Linked DNA regions of Sus scrofa: region 2 is linked to region 1. Evidence: chromatin contacts called from public HiChIP or PLAC-seq data. All regions are on one chromosome and are shown on one strand. Each heading gives the region's core, a stretch centred on a gene start, on an enhancer-like site or on the middle of the called end of the contact. The rest is flanking DNA. Distances are from core to core; before and after follow the strand shown.

What was found. HiChIP or PLAC-seq counts read pairs in DNA pulled down with a chosen protein or histone mark.
Region 2: a contact with region 1 is called in an H3K27ac HiChIP or PLAC-seq map of alveolar macrophages. The contact joins two enhancer-like sites. A contact is called at or near these places in 1 of 47 Hi-C or Micro-C datasets (embryonic fibroblasts) and 1 of 2 datasets of contacts at active chromatin or transcription factors (alveolar macrophages).

What each region holds. Positions count from the first base shown.
Region 1 is chr8:76,376,969-76,383,055 of Sscrofa11.1, reverse strand. TMEM154 (transmembrane protein 154) reads right to left here. Exons shown (of 7, transcript XM_003482422.4): 4 at 1,230-1,257. LOC110262137 reads left to right here. Exons shown (of 7, transcript XR_002346729.1): 7 at 1,348-2,863. Among named protein-coding and RNA genes, the nearest start is that of TMEM154, 25 kb to the right of the region's middle. Within about 2 kb of position 3,930, at least 20 of the 83 cell types and tissues checked have an H3K27ac peak or open chromatin away from gene starts, as enhancers often do. A contact at or near this core is called in alveolar macrophages and embryonic fibroblasts, where this site is marked.
Region 2 is chr8:77,011,577-77,017,663 of Sscrofa11.1, reverse strand. No RefSeq gene overlaps it. Among named protein-coding and RNA genes, the nearest start is that of GATB, 210 kb to the left of the region's middle. Within about 2 kb of position 2,578, at least 20 of the 83 cell types and tissues checked have an H3K27ac peak or open chromatin away from gene starts, as enhancers often do. A contact at or near this core is called in alveolar macrophages and embryonic fibroblasts, where this site is marked.

The DNA of each region.
Region 1 (6,087 bases), core at 2,681-5,180:
TAGGAACAAGGGCAAAGGAAAATAAACCTTCACCCATGACTGATACAAAAGTCCAAGGCACACAGCACAGGCCGAGAGGGAGCCCGGGGCTCTGCTCCCCTGAAGGTACCGACCCTGAGCTGGCAAGTCTCCTTGGGGCGTAGCCACATTTAGTGTTTTAGCCTTGCTCAATTTCACTTCCCTTCCTTTGGGGGTTTTTAATCAGGGCTCCAGGTCAGGCGATATCCGTCAACAGGCTTCTTTCATCACCTTGCCCTTCCATTCCCAGGCTTGTCTGCCTTGAGTAAATGGAGCCCTTGCACTCAGAAACCCATCGCTCTCCCTCGAGGGGGCTCAGGGAGCACCACTGGGTGAGGAGGCCCCAGGTTCATAGATGGACTTGGGGAAGGGGGACCACCAGCTCTGATGGTGCAGAGGAAGCCAGCCTAGTGTTCAAACAAAGAAGGCGGGAGCCGGAGGTGGAGGTGGTGTTGACATCACCCAGGCCACTCCTCAGGTGGCATATCTCTCTCTGTATTGCTCTCCATGTCTCTGTCTCTCTGTCTCTCTATCTCTCTGTCTCTATCTTTCTGTCTATCTGTCTCTGTCTCTTTTGGCTCTGTCTCCGTCTCTCTCTGTCTCTCCCTGTCTGTCTCTGTCTCTCTGTCTCTCTCTGTTTCTTTGTCTCTTATCTCTATCTCTGTCTCTTTGTTTCTCTGTCTCTCTCTCTGTCTCTCTGTTTCTATCTCTGTCTCTCTTGGTCTCTCCATCTCTGTCTCTCGCTATCTCTCTGACTCCCTTTCTCTGTCTCTCTCTCTCTCTGTTTCTCTGTCTCTGTCTCTCCTCCATTCTTCTTCTTGCCCCCACCACACTTTGCTTCTGAACATGCAAAGCATAGGCTTCTACCAGGGTTTCCCTCCCTTAATACCAGCGAAAATCTCCTCCCCGGGGATAAAATTTTTATCAGAATAAATGAAGCGATGTCCTTGAAATATGCCCAAGGTCAGAAGACCAGTTGTACACCTGGAATTGATAGAGGCCAGAAAAATGTTCCTTTCTGAACAGGGGACCCTCTCTTGCTCTCAGATCTCCCCCAGGTGGTGTGTGTGTTTGTGTGTGTGTGGGGGGGGGGTAGACTCCAGCGCATCCTCCCGGATGTCAAAGCCAAACTCCCGAAGAGCTGGCTCTCTGCACACTCCCCTGACCTCCTCTTCCACCCTGAGCTGGATCCGACGTGGTGGGGAACTTACACTTTCACGTTTTCACTTGCCAGTTCATCTAAAAGAGAGTCAATATAAAAGCATGTTAGCATCCATTGTACCAACTTTTTATTACCACAACAACTGAAAACCTCTTTATTTTCTACAGCCTCTGCAAGAAGAGGAAATGACTTCAGGTAGATGATGTGTTTAAAGGAGCAAGAATTAACCTCTAAATCAAAGACTCGAGGACTGCCATATTGATGCGAGGGCCCATCCAGGAAATCTGTTCTTTTTAGACCAGGTGAATCTCCGCGGAGGCCGCTCACTGCACAGTGGAGTTCCATCCCCCAGGACTTTCCATCCAAATGAAGAGGAAACCAGTGGTCAGTGGTCTCATCTTGGGACACACGGGACCAAACGCTGTGACACTGTCCCTTGGTCCCAAGTAGGATGGGGGGCGGCGGGGGCCAGGGCTGGCTGCGGGGAACTCTTGTCTCATCCTTCACACCTTTCCGGCCTCAGTGAAATCCAACTCCCCCTAAAACCCAGTTCCCCCATCAAGCTTAGGATGAATCTCTCCATCCAAAACTTCCTTCCCTTTCTTGTCCTCTCTGACCTCCATCCTGTGCTAACCAGACACGAATCCACCAGAGTTGAGTAACTACAATCGCGGTTGTTGTGAACATTGTTGATGCACTAACATTTCGGGTGTAGAAACCATCAGTAATGCACAAACTCACGTTGTTTCTCCAGGGCAAGGTGAGCTCACAGGCACCTCCAGACCAGCCCAGCCCAGCCCAGCCCTGGGTCGCCTTGCCACAGAACTGCAAACCAGGGCTCCCCAAACCACGGTGAAGAAATGTCACAGAAATGTCAGGAGCCCTTGATTAATCCCAGCCCCTTTGTTCTTTTCCTTTAACAACACCCCTGATTCAAAGACCCCGGTGGAGTGGCTCTGAAGCTTGCCATGCCCCTTGCTGGGCGCTCTGCAAGAAACCTTTACTTTGCTGCCAACTCCCCACCACCGAAACCTGGCTTCCTGTGTGGTGGACAACACAGGAGCCCTTCGTCCTGTTACATCAGCTTTTCCTCTTTCCTCAGAGATGCTTCCCTGACCACCCCCCCCCCGCCCCCCCGTCCGAAGCAGGGCCCATCTCTCTTGCTCTTTCCAAGCTCAGCTCCTTGCTTGCTTGCTCCTTCACAGCATCTGCCACACTTCATCATTGAGCAGTTCCTCTGTTCAATTCTCTCTCTCTTTTTTTTTTTTTTTTTTTGCTTTTTGGGGCCACACCTGAAGCATATGGAAGTTCCCAGGGCAGGGGTCAAATCGGAGCTGCTGCTGCTGGCCTACACCACAGCCACGGCAATGCCAGATCTGAGCCACATCTGCAACCTACCACAGCTCACGGCAATGCCAGATCCTTAACCCGCTGAGGGAGCCGGGCCAGGGATCAAACCCACATCCTGATGGATACTAGTCGGGTTCATTTCCACTGCGTCACAACGGGAACTCCATGTTCAATTCTCTTTTGTCTGTCTCTCCCACTTGACCGTAGTTCCCCAAGCCCTGCGATCCATCTGCCTTGCTCATTGTGACATACCCACCTCCCCATCCAGCTTGCACAGTCCCCAATAACACTGTGTAAATATTTATGGAATAAATGAACAGGTCTTCATCTGCATTGTCCAGCCCTGGGGTTCAATTCATGTTCGAGGTTTTGGGTTTAGCATTCTCAGAATACAGAAACTTCCAACAAGCCTGCTTTTTGTTGCTGTTAATTGAGATGAGTCAGGTAACAGTTTTGCAGAATGACTCCAAAGCTGAGCAGACCCCAGATGAACATGTGGCAAGCATCAGAGCTCAGGGCCCTAGCTCAAGCTCTGTTTTGTTTGGCAGGGAAACCAAGGCACCCAGAGAAACGAGGCAGTGATGGCCTATGAGTGGACACCACGGCCCCACTGCACATTTTAGGATGTGGAAACCACATAGCAACAAACACTTTGCAGGGATCCACTGAATGGTCAGATTGACCTGATCCTTGGCCATCAGAAGCCTCCTTTGTCTGAAGGGCAGAAAGGCAGGTCCCCAGCGAGGGAACACAACCAGCAGGCACCTGGAATAGAGTTCCTGGCAGCCCAGAGCCGCTGTAATTTCCTGTGGCTTGGCATGCTTTAACGGCACTGCTCATCCAGGAAGGCTGGGCACTGCTGCCAATTTCATGCCATCACTGCTTCCCTTCCAGTGGCTGTGGGTTACCTCCTCAAGCCCCACTCCACCCCTGAAGCTGAAGCTTCCTGCAGATACCTGACTCCTCAGGGCACCCAGATTGGGGAAAGGGGAGAGTGTTTACCTTCCTTTACTTACAGACATTCATTTTTCATCTAAAAACTGACCGGCTATTTCCTTAAGGGATTTTACTCTAAATAAAGCCCCTATACAACCAAACCTCCCTTACAGGTGACCCATAGAAATCCTGTTTTGTCATTCCAGCCTTCTCCTCTCCTTCTTTCCCTGTTTAATAACCCCTTCCTAAATTCTCACTAAACAAATGGCCCCACAGCCCCACGGTGGATTTATCTTGCTAATCTGGGTGCTGTCAGGCTTCCCGGGGAGCAAAAGCTAGCCCTGCATGCAGAGGATGGAGAAGTTTAAAAGCCCATTACACAAGTGCTCCACATGTGAAGCTCTTGTAATCAGTATTCACACAGAGCAAAAAGCCTCCTGCGGCCTCGGCTCCCCTGCTCCACCGCCCTTACCCCTGCCCCGCCGCCATGGCAACCGGACAACATCTGGGAGAGCGCAACGCCGCGCAGCACTAAACCCGGAGCGAGACCAATTACTTGTCCTCTTCGATCCCGCCCTGCCCGCTCCACTCCACCTGCCTTGTCTCTTCATTAATAGCCACCTCCTCGCTCTGCACCAGGAGGCAGAGGCAACTCTCACACAACCCTCCGCCTGCCCTTGACGCCCTCTTCCCTCCCCCAGCCCTGCCAGTTCCTGTCCTGCTCCTCCTCAGTTCCCAAGTTACACCCACTTAGCCTGAAGAGGCCCCCCCTCCAGGCTCCCCTCCTCCGTGCTACAGATGGTGGAACTGCGCGGCAGGGGATGGGGCGGGAGCCCAGCAGGAGACCTGCTGGCTTATCAGGTTTCTCTGCCAAAGAGTGAGCCAGAGTGGAGACACAGCCCAGCCAGGTGTCCTGGAGACACAGCCTGTTTAAAGGGATGCTTCCCTGCCAGCTGTTTCCCCTGCAGCCCATCCAGACACCTGATACCTGTTAAAGAATAACTGCAGATGTGAGCCTCCAAGCCTGGGGAGAATGACAGAGTTCAAGTCACTCTACAGCCTTCCTTTTTCCTGGATGTGGAATGGACAGGCCTAAAGGAAAATGTGAATTTCCAAGCAGGTGAAGTGTTCTTTCTACACATGTGGGCCAAGTGCTCCCCAGTTGTCGAATTTAAAGACATTTCCTGGTGTGGAAGAATATTCCTGATCGATAATATCCAGGCCCTGCCACAAGACACTCCTCTGGGAACTTTCCAAGAAAGATGCTGGCCTGACCCAGTATGACAGTTTTATTTTCCTGGGAAAAATATTTAAATCAAATTCCGTTTATTTAAATACTCTCTCTCTCTCTTGCTTTTTAGGGCCACACAGGCGGCATATGGAAGTTCTCAGGCTAGGGGTCCAATCGGAGCTGCAGCTGCCGGCCTACACCACAGCCACAGCAACATGGGATCCAAGTCACATCAGTGACCTACACCACAGCTCACAGCATTGCCGGATCCTTAACCCACTGAGCGAGGCCAGGGATGGAACCCTTCTCCTCTTGGCCACTGCTCAGGTTCATTACCACTGAGCCAGGATGGGAACTCTTTAAATATTCTCTTTCTATTGACTTGCTTTATCATGTTAAATATGAGTGAGCAAACCTCAAAGGACAGTGGTTGTCAACCTTTTAGTTGTCAATTTGTCTGAAGAGAGATTCGTGTGTTAATCAGTTAAGCATCTGTATCTGTATCAAAGGAGTGGCTAGCAACAGAAAATATTCGCAGAAAGATTTCTTTACCAAGTGCTTTGGTGATTAGCAATGGCTTTGAAATGCTAAGTTTTCCATTTGTGTTTTCTTAAAGTGAGGCATATTTAAGTTAAAAGCAATGTGCTAATCTGTATTAAGGGAAATGGGTGAGGTGATTTTTACTGAATTAGTACTCTGTTTAAAAAGTTCTAAAATTCCCTCATCAGCTCATTCCTTTGACAAACGTGTATTGAGCAGCTAATGTAGGTGTTGGGTTAGGCACTCTGTGAGATAAAAGGATAAGGAGTTCCCTGGTGGCCTGACTGTTAAGGATCCGGCATTATTATTGCTGTGGTGCAGGTTCAATCCCTGGCCCAGGAACTTCCAAATGCCCAGGGCAGGATAACAACAACAAAAGGATAATAATAATTGGCTAACACAGAAAATATACTGGGTACTGTTTTCTCTAAGTGCTTAACATTGATGAATCCACTTGTCATAACAACTCTATAAGGTAGGTACTGAATTTGCCCATTTTACAGATGAGGAGCCATAGATCACAAAGTTAGGAAAGGCAAAAGCCAACTAGGCAGAGCATACCAGAGTCTTTCCTCACAACCTTTCTGCCATGCAATTAGATAAGAGAAATAAGCCAAGTTCATGGTTCTCATGGTCCTTAAAGAGAACATAACCTCGTAAGAAAAGGAAGTAAAAAAAAGGGAAGTCATGGAGTTCCCACCATGGCTCAGCCATAACAAATACCACTAGAATCCATGAGGATGTGGGTTCAATCCCTGGCCTCGTTCAGTGGGTTAAGGATCCGGCGTTGCCGTGAGCTGTGGTGTAGGTCGCAGACGCCACTTGGATCTGGTGTTGCTGTGGCTGTGGT
Region 2 (6,087 bases), core at 1,329-3,828, 640 kb before region 1:
TTACAGATTTCTTCCTCACAGAAGTTTCCAGAGACCTTGATGTTCCACTATGTCCTGGATCAAAGCTTCTTCAAGCCTTCCAATGACTGCCCATTCTAATCATAAAAGCCAAAGTCCTTCTGTAGTTTATGAGACATTACACACCCATCTCTGCCTTTTCTTCAACCTTACCTCACGCTGTGATCAGGAGAGTTCAGACATGGAATGATTTGTTCATCACTGTAGCCCTGGCACTTAGGAAATAAACTTTGAAAGCACTTCCCATACTTGTTTAAGCGAGGAATTCTAATTTAAAGAGCATCCTGGAGACTGGTATGCGATGGGACACATTTTGAAAATGCTGGTTTAGAGAGAGCCCTAAATCTTACCCTGTAACTTCATATGGATTCAAATATACATACAAATAGAGGGAAGAAATGTAGCTCATCTTATGGGCACGGGGGATAAAGAAGTACTCTTTGCTGCTACATGGAAGAAAGACTTTGGGAGCAGCTTGACAACCAGTTTCCTAAATTGAATGGAAGATGAAGGGCTAGACTCTTCACGCCTTCCTTGCTTCTTTCCTCATCTGCCAAGATATTGATGAGGAGTGTTTTTGCCAGGTCAAAGAATTCCCACTGGGCTTAGTGGCCAAGTGTCAACAGCACTTAGCTGATTTAATCTCTGGTAATTCATCAAAGATCAGACCTGCCATTTGATGTTGAACCAATTTAGTGATTATCAGTGGCTTTGCTTATGGTGAAGCAGGGCAGGCTCCGCTTTGGTGAGCCCCTACTTTCCTTTTCCACATTTCCACAGCTTCCTCCCCTCCTCCAAAGTTGATAGGGCTCACCTTCCCCAGGCATTATCCTGCAGGGAGTTTGGCATTTGCTGAGAAGTCAAGTGAGTTTCAGCATCACTACCATCCATCGGGCACTGGCTGCTCACTCCCTCTGGGACTCTGCAGACTCTACGTCTCCACATAGCAACCCCTCGTGAGGCTGGCATCTTAAGGTCAAAGAAATGAGGGAATGGAGCAGTTAATCATGTGCAACTCCCTTCTGTTAATAAACAGTGTAAATGGGACAGAATTCATCATTTGCTTTTGGAGACACAAAGGTTAAGTGCTTCGTCCCACCCTACAAATCAAGACACTGTCAGAGCCCAGAATGGAACAGGGAGAACTGGCAGGCTCCTTTCAACCCACCCATGCCCCCTCTCCCCACAGGAGTGCTGGTTGGCTAAACTACCTCCATTGTGGGAAGTCAGCAAATGGCAGTTAAAGGAAAGCTCGAAGCACCCAGAGCAACTGATAGATGTTTGTGGTTAAAACTACGAGAGTCCAAGTAGAAACGTTCAGTCAACAGATTCCAATCTTGCCGCATTGAAAGGCAAGTCTGACTCGCTGAATTTCATTCCATCCAGACGATAAAACAAATGAGTGCCATTTAAGGTAAGGGTTTCAAAATTCTCCAATAGTATAGACTCATTTACTTTTAATTTCCAGGCTTGTTAAATAAGGCAGAATGCCATCTCATCACATCTGAAAGTAGTCTGGGCAAGATCTAAAGAAAAATATTTCCTGGACATTATTCTTTATATGACTTTGTCTTCAAGTGCCAAGGAGCAGAGAAAAATAGAAAAAACGGCACAGGATTTCTCACTGTGGCGCAGTGGGTTAAGGATCTGGTTGCTGTGGCTGTGGCATGGGTCGCAGCTGTGGCTCAGATTCAATCCCTGGCACAGGAACTTCCATGTGCTGTGGGTGTGGCCCCCCCAAAACCAAAACCAAAACCAAACAAACAACCCAAGATGGTGTTAGTTGCTGTCAGCCTCCTCCTCTACCCCTAGTTCATTTCTTTTCTAGTAAATTGGGATCTCCTGGAGGGGACAGGGCTTGGCACAAGGCAGGTGCTCAACAAATGTTTCCTCATTGGAGGATTTGATAATTAGAAATATAACCTTAAATGCCTTCCCTAAGAATAGCGGGCTGGAAGTTTTATCTTTCCTGCATAATTTTACCTGTGAGTCTTAGACGTTCCTGTTAGTAGATCCTTCAGTTGTGCATCTGAGAGTCCGCTAATGACTCTTCGGAATGACATGATAGAGTCTTATAAATTTAATAGAGAAAAAAAAACTGTTACGAATTCCTCTGGACCATTGTTTCAAATTGTATTTGCACGCAGTGTATCATATTAGCAAAACCGTGCACAGTGTTAGTGAGTTTCTGTCCATTAGTGAGAGGTCCTAGGCGAGCCACGCACCCAGAGAAGAACGGTGAAGTAAGTCGATGCTACTACAGACTTGTTTTAAGCTGCAAAGATGGAGGAAAGAATGTTCCTAGATGTGTGATTGCATGATTTATAATCCTCTCAGTCCTGAGAAGCAAATTAAAGCCTAGCAGATGGTTCTCTGAAGCCCTGTAATGCCGTTTGTCTGTAGCTATAGTTACATGTTTTAAGAGTCGGAAACATCTTAGCGAAATTGTTATTGAATTATAGAGCTTCTCCCAGACTCAGAGAGGCTTCTCCACCCAAAGGCTGCTCCACCCAGAAGCGCTGGCCAGAGAGGGGGGGTGGGTGATGCTGAGTCAGAGGCAGTGCGCCCTGCCAGCTCACTTCCTGACAAAGTATTTTCCCAGCTGCCTGAGGCCTCCCTGCCCAGGCCGGTCTTGCCTCAAGGGACAAACCTCCCAAGCAGCCTTGGTCCCATTTGATGGGAAATGGGGAGTGACAGATCCCTCTAGAAAGAACTTCTGGGAGGAGAAATGTGTTTGTTGGTTTTATTAAGAGAACCATCCCAGGCCCTGGAACAGTGTTGGCACACAGTAGGCACAGCATAAGAGTTTGTTGAGTGATGAGTGACTAAAAGATTCTGACAGTCTTGGGGGGGTGCCTCGCAATTGTTGAGAGTTCCCCATGCACGGAGGACCTGGGCCTGAGTGCTGAAGGGTGTACGTCTGCTCCTCTCTCCCCACCGGGCACTCCAGCGGGACCTTGCCTGGATTCCCAGTCGAGTTCCTCTCCCCTGATGAAGGGCCTTTTCAGCCCCCTGAGAAGGTAGTTGGCTTCTCTGTGGCTGGAGATGAGATGGCTGCTGTTGGCTGCGCCTACTCACTGGATTTGCATATTCCACGATCTGATCTGGGCTTCTGCTGTAGAGTATAACAGCCCGGTCCTGGTCCTTCCTCAAAGCCCTGCAGTCCTGAGCTATAACAAGTTCCGAGAGAAAATAAGAGTCCACGGATGCCCTGGCGCTGAAGTAATGAGGTCCTCCGAGAGCATTCGGGCTGCATCCATAACTGCACACTGGCGCTGTATCTTTACATCCTTTGGTATATGTTTCTGATTCAGGCCTCCTCGCTTGAAGCATAAAATCCCAAGCCCCAGACACTTCCACTTCTCCTTTTCCCTGGTGCTGTGCAGACGAGAGCCTTTGGTGATGACCCAGGGTCATTTTAATCAAAATAAAAGACATCTCTTATTATGATGGCTTTGCTGACAAATAATTAAGATGAATTACTAGCATCTCCTGGCCCCAGCTGCCTCATTGGTGCCCATTTGGAGTAAGCAGAGGGAGCTCATAGTCCATGCCTCAGCTCTTTAAAAGCAATTTATAACCTAACTTGCCATCCTAACTACCTGAGAAGATTTTAATCCTAAACCTGTCACCACGCATTATTTTCACCGGGTCCGACAGTTCTACATTAAAACAGTTTATAAGTAAAAGTTAACAAGGCCTAGAGAGAGTGATTTATGTTTCAGTGTGTGAAACAGTCAACATTCTTTTCCCAGGCCAAAGATAGCCCAGAGCTCTCTGTGCACCCAGAGAAGAAAATCAGCTCACAGAGATGAATGGCTCATGCCTTTGGGCAGGTGGCTGCTGTGTGGTGCTGGGCCGGGGGCCTGGGCATCACGCAAAGCTCATGCGTGTGAGGAGCAAAGTGCAGCCCTGTCTTCCCCACCCCCACCCTTTCCAGCATCACTACCCTCTGCGTCCGCGTCACTTCTCAGGTATTTGGCAGCATGAAAGAGGCATGAGCCTTTGTCCCTATAACCTACTGATGACTCAGAAAGTATCTTCGGTTCATTAAAGCCAAAGGCGAGGCGATGCAGAACTCTCCAATGTGCCGCAATGACAGATGTGGGCGGCCCGAGTCAGCAGAGGTGGGCAAGGTCTTTGTGCAGGAGACATGCCCCTCCCTCACCCCCACACATGGGGGCACCCTGACCTCCTTCCCCAGTGAGCTGATTATCACACCTTCTGAGACGCCGTCTGTTCCTACCCCAGTTGCCCTGGTTTGCCAGGGTTGCCTTCACAAAATACCGCAGGTGTGATGGCTCACTCAGCAGAAATGAACTTTCTCGCAGTTCTGGAGGCTGGAATTCCGAGAGCCAAGTGCAGCAGGTTTCGTTTCTTCTGAGGCCTCTGCTTCTCTCTGTGCTCACTCTGCGTTCCCTCCGTTCATGCACGCCCCGTGTCGTGTCGTGTGTGTCCAAATGTTTTCCGTCATTTTCTGCGTGTGTCCATCAGGTCAGATTAGGGCCCCGACTAGCAGCCTCATTTGAACTTCACTTCTTTGAGTGCCCTTTCTCCAAAGAAAATCACATTCTGAGGTATGGGGGTTAGGACTTCACTATGTCAATGCTGGGGTGAGGGCAGGCTCAAAGCCCCTAATACAAGTCATTACAAAAGCACTGTAGCTATAAATACCTTCAGAGGGAGTAGATGAAGGTTTTTCTGACTCAATATGGACAAGATAATCCCATTTCTAAGGCATAACGAGCACCCCACCTTGAAAAAGAACAGAGACATGCCATCCTGCACATGGAAGTTCCTGGGCAAGAGGTTGAATCAGAGCTGCAGCTGGGGTCTACGCCACAGCCAGGGCAATGCTGGATCTGAGCCGCATCTGTGACCCATGCTGTAGCTCTCCCTCGGCAAGGCCGGATCCTTAACCCATTGAGTGAGGCCAGGCATGGAACCCACATCTTTACAGACTAGCTGGGCTCTTAACCTGATGAGCCACCATGGGAACTCCTAGAAGTGCCCTCTTAAGGAAGCTATCCTGGCACTTACAAACAGCTTAGCAAAACAAACGCCTCCCTCCTCCACCAAAAAACCCCATTATTTCCTTTCTCGGATGCATCATGTATCAAATCTCTCGTTTTAAAGAAGGGCAACTTGTCCTTTCTGCTTTTCTTCAAGTATGTCTTTCGGATGACATCCTCTCTCTGCCATGACTGCATGCCTTTCTGGGTACCCAAGTCCTAAATGTGAACAGGGCCTAATTTAGAGTGCTCCCTCTGGGGCCGCTATGGTAGGTATTTCTCCATCCATTATTTCAAGTTATAATAAGCGGGCGTGGTGGGAGCTGCTCCCAAGATAAGCAGGCCATAATATTTGCACAGTCACCATGATCACAGACTGAGATAAGAGGCGCACGTGCTATTTTTACTCCCTATTTTTCACTCCAGGCGTTAAATACAAGGAGGACAAGTGAAAACTAAACCACCTCCACCCCTGCAGCAGCCTTCCACATGTCCATCCTCTTTCTTTCTTTCTATTTTTTTTTCAAGCGGGCTATGATGTTCCTCCAGGATGGCATAGATCCGATTGAGGTGATTTGGTACCGAGGAGATGCCTCTTAATTGTGTTTGCAGCCCAGAGCAGAAAGCATGCCCATTCGAGGTACTTGTTGTATCATTTTTAAATCAAGGCCATCTTTTTCTCAGTGGTAAACGTGAAATGTTTTTAAAGGCCAGACTTAGCATAAAATCTATTGGTTGCCATGGATACCACTTACCACACAGGACTGCACTCTGTGTTCAACAGTGTGATTTTCTCTATTCAAAGGTTCAGCATTGTCAAAAAACAAATTACTTTTCCTGTTGTTTATCTCAAAGTTCATTACGGGGAAGGCAGTAAATAAGAAGATATTCACGTATGGAAAGGAGCGATGCAGGGTGTCACTTGGGCGCTATGCCTTCAAATTCGGTATTTTACAATAATTATAGCCAAATTGGCTATTGTTAGGAAATAAAATGCATTTTGATCTTTTGTGTGTGTGTGTGAATATAAAGTAAAGCAGGTTCTTGGAAGTCTGCT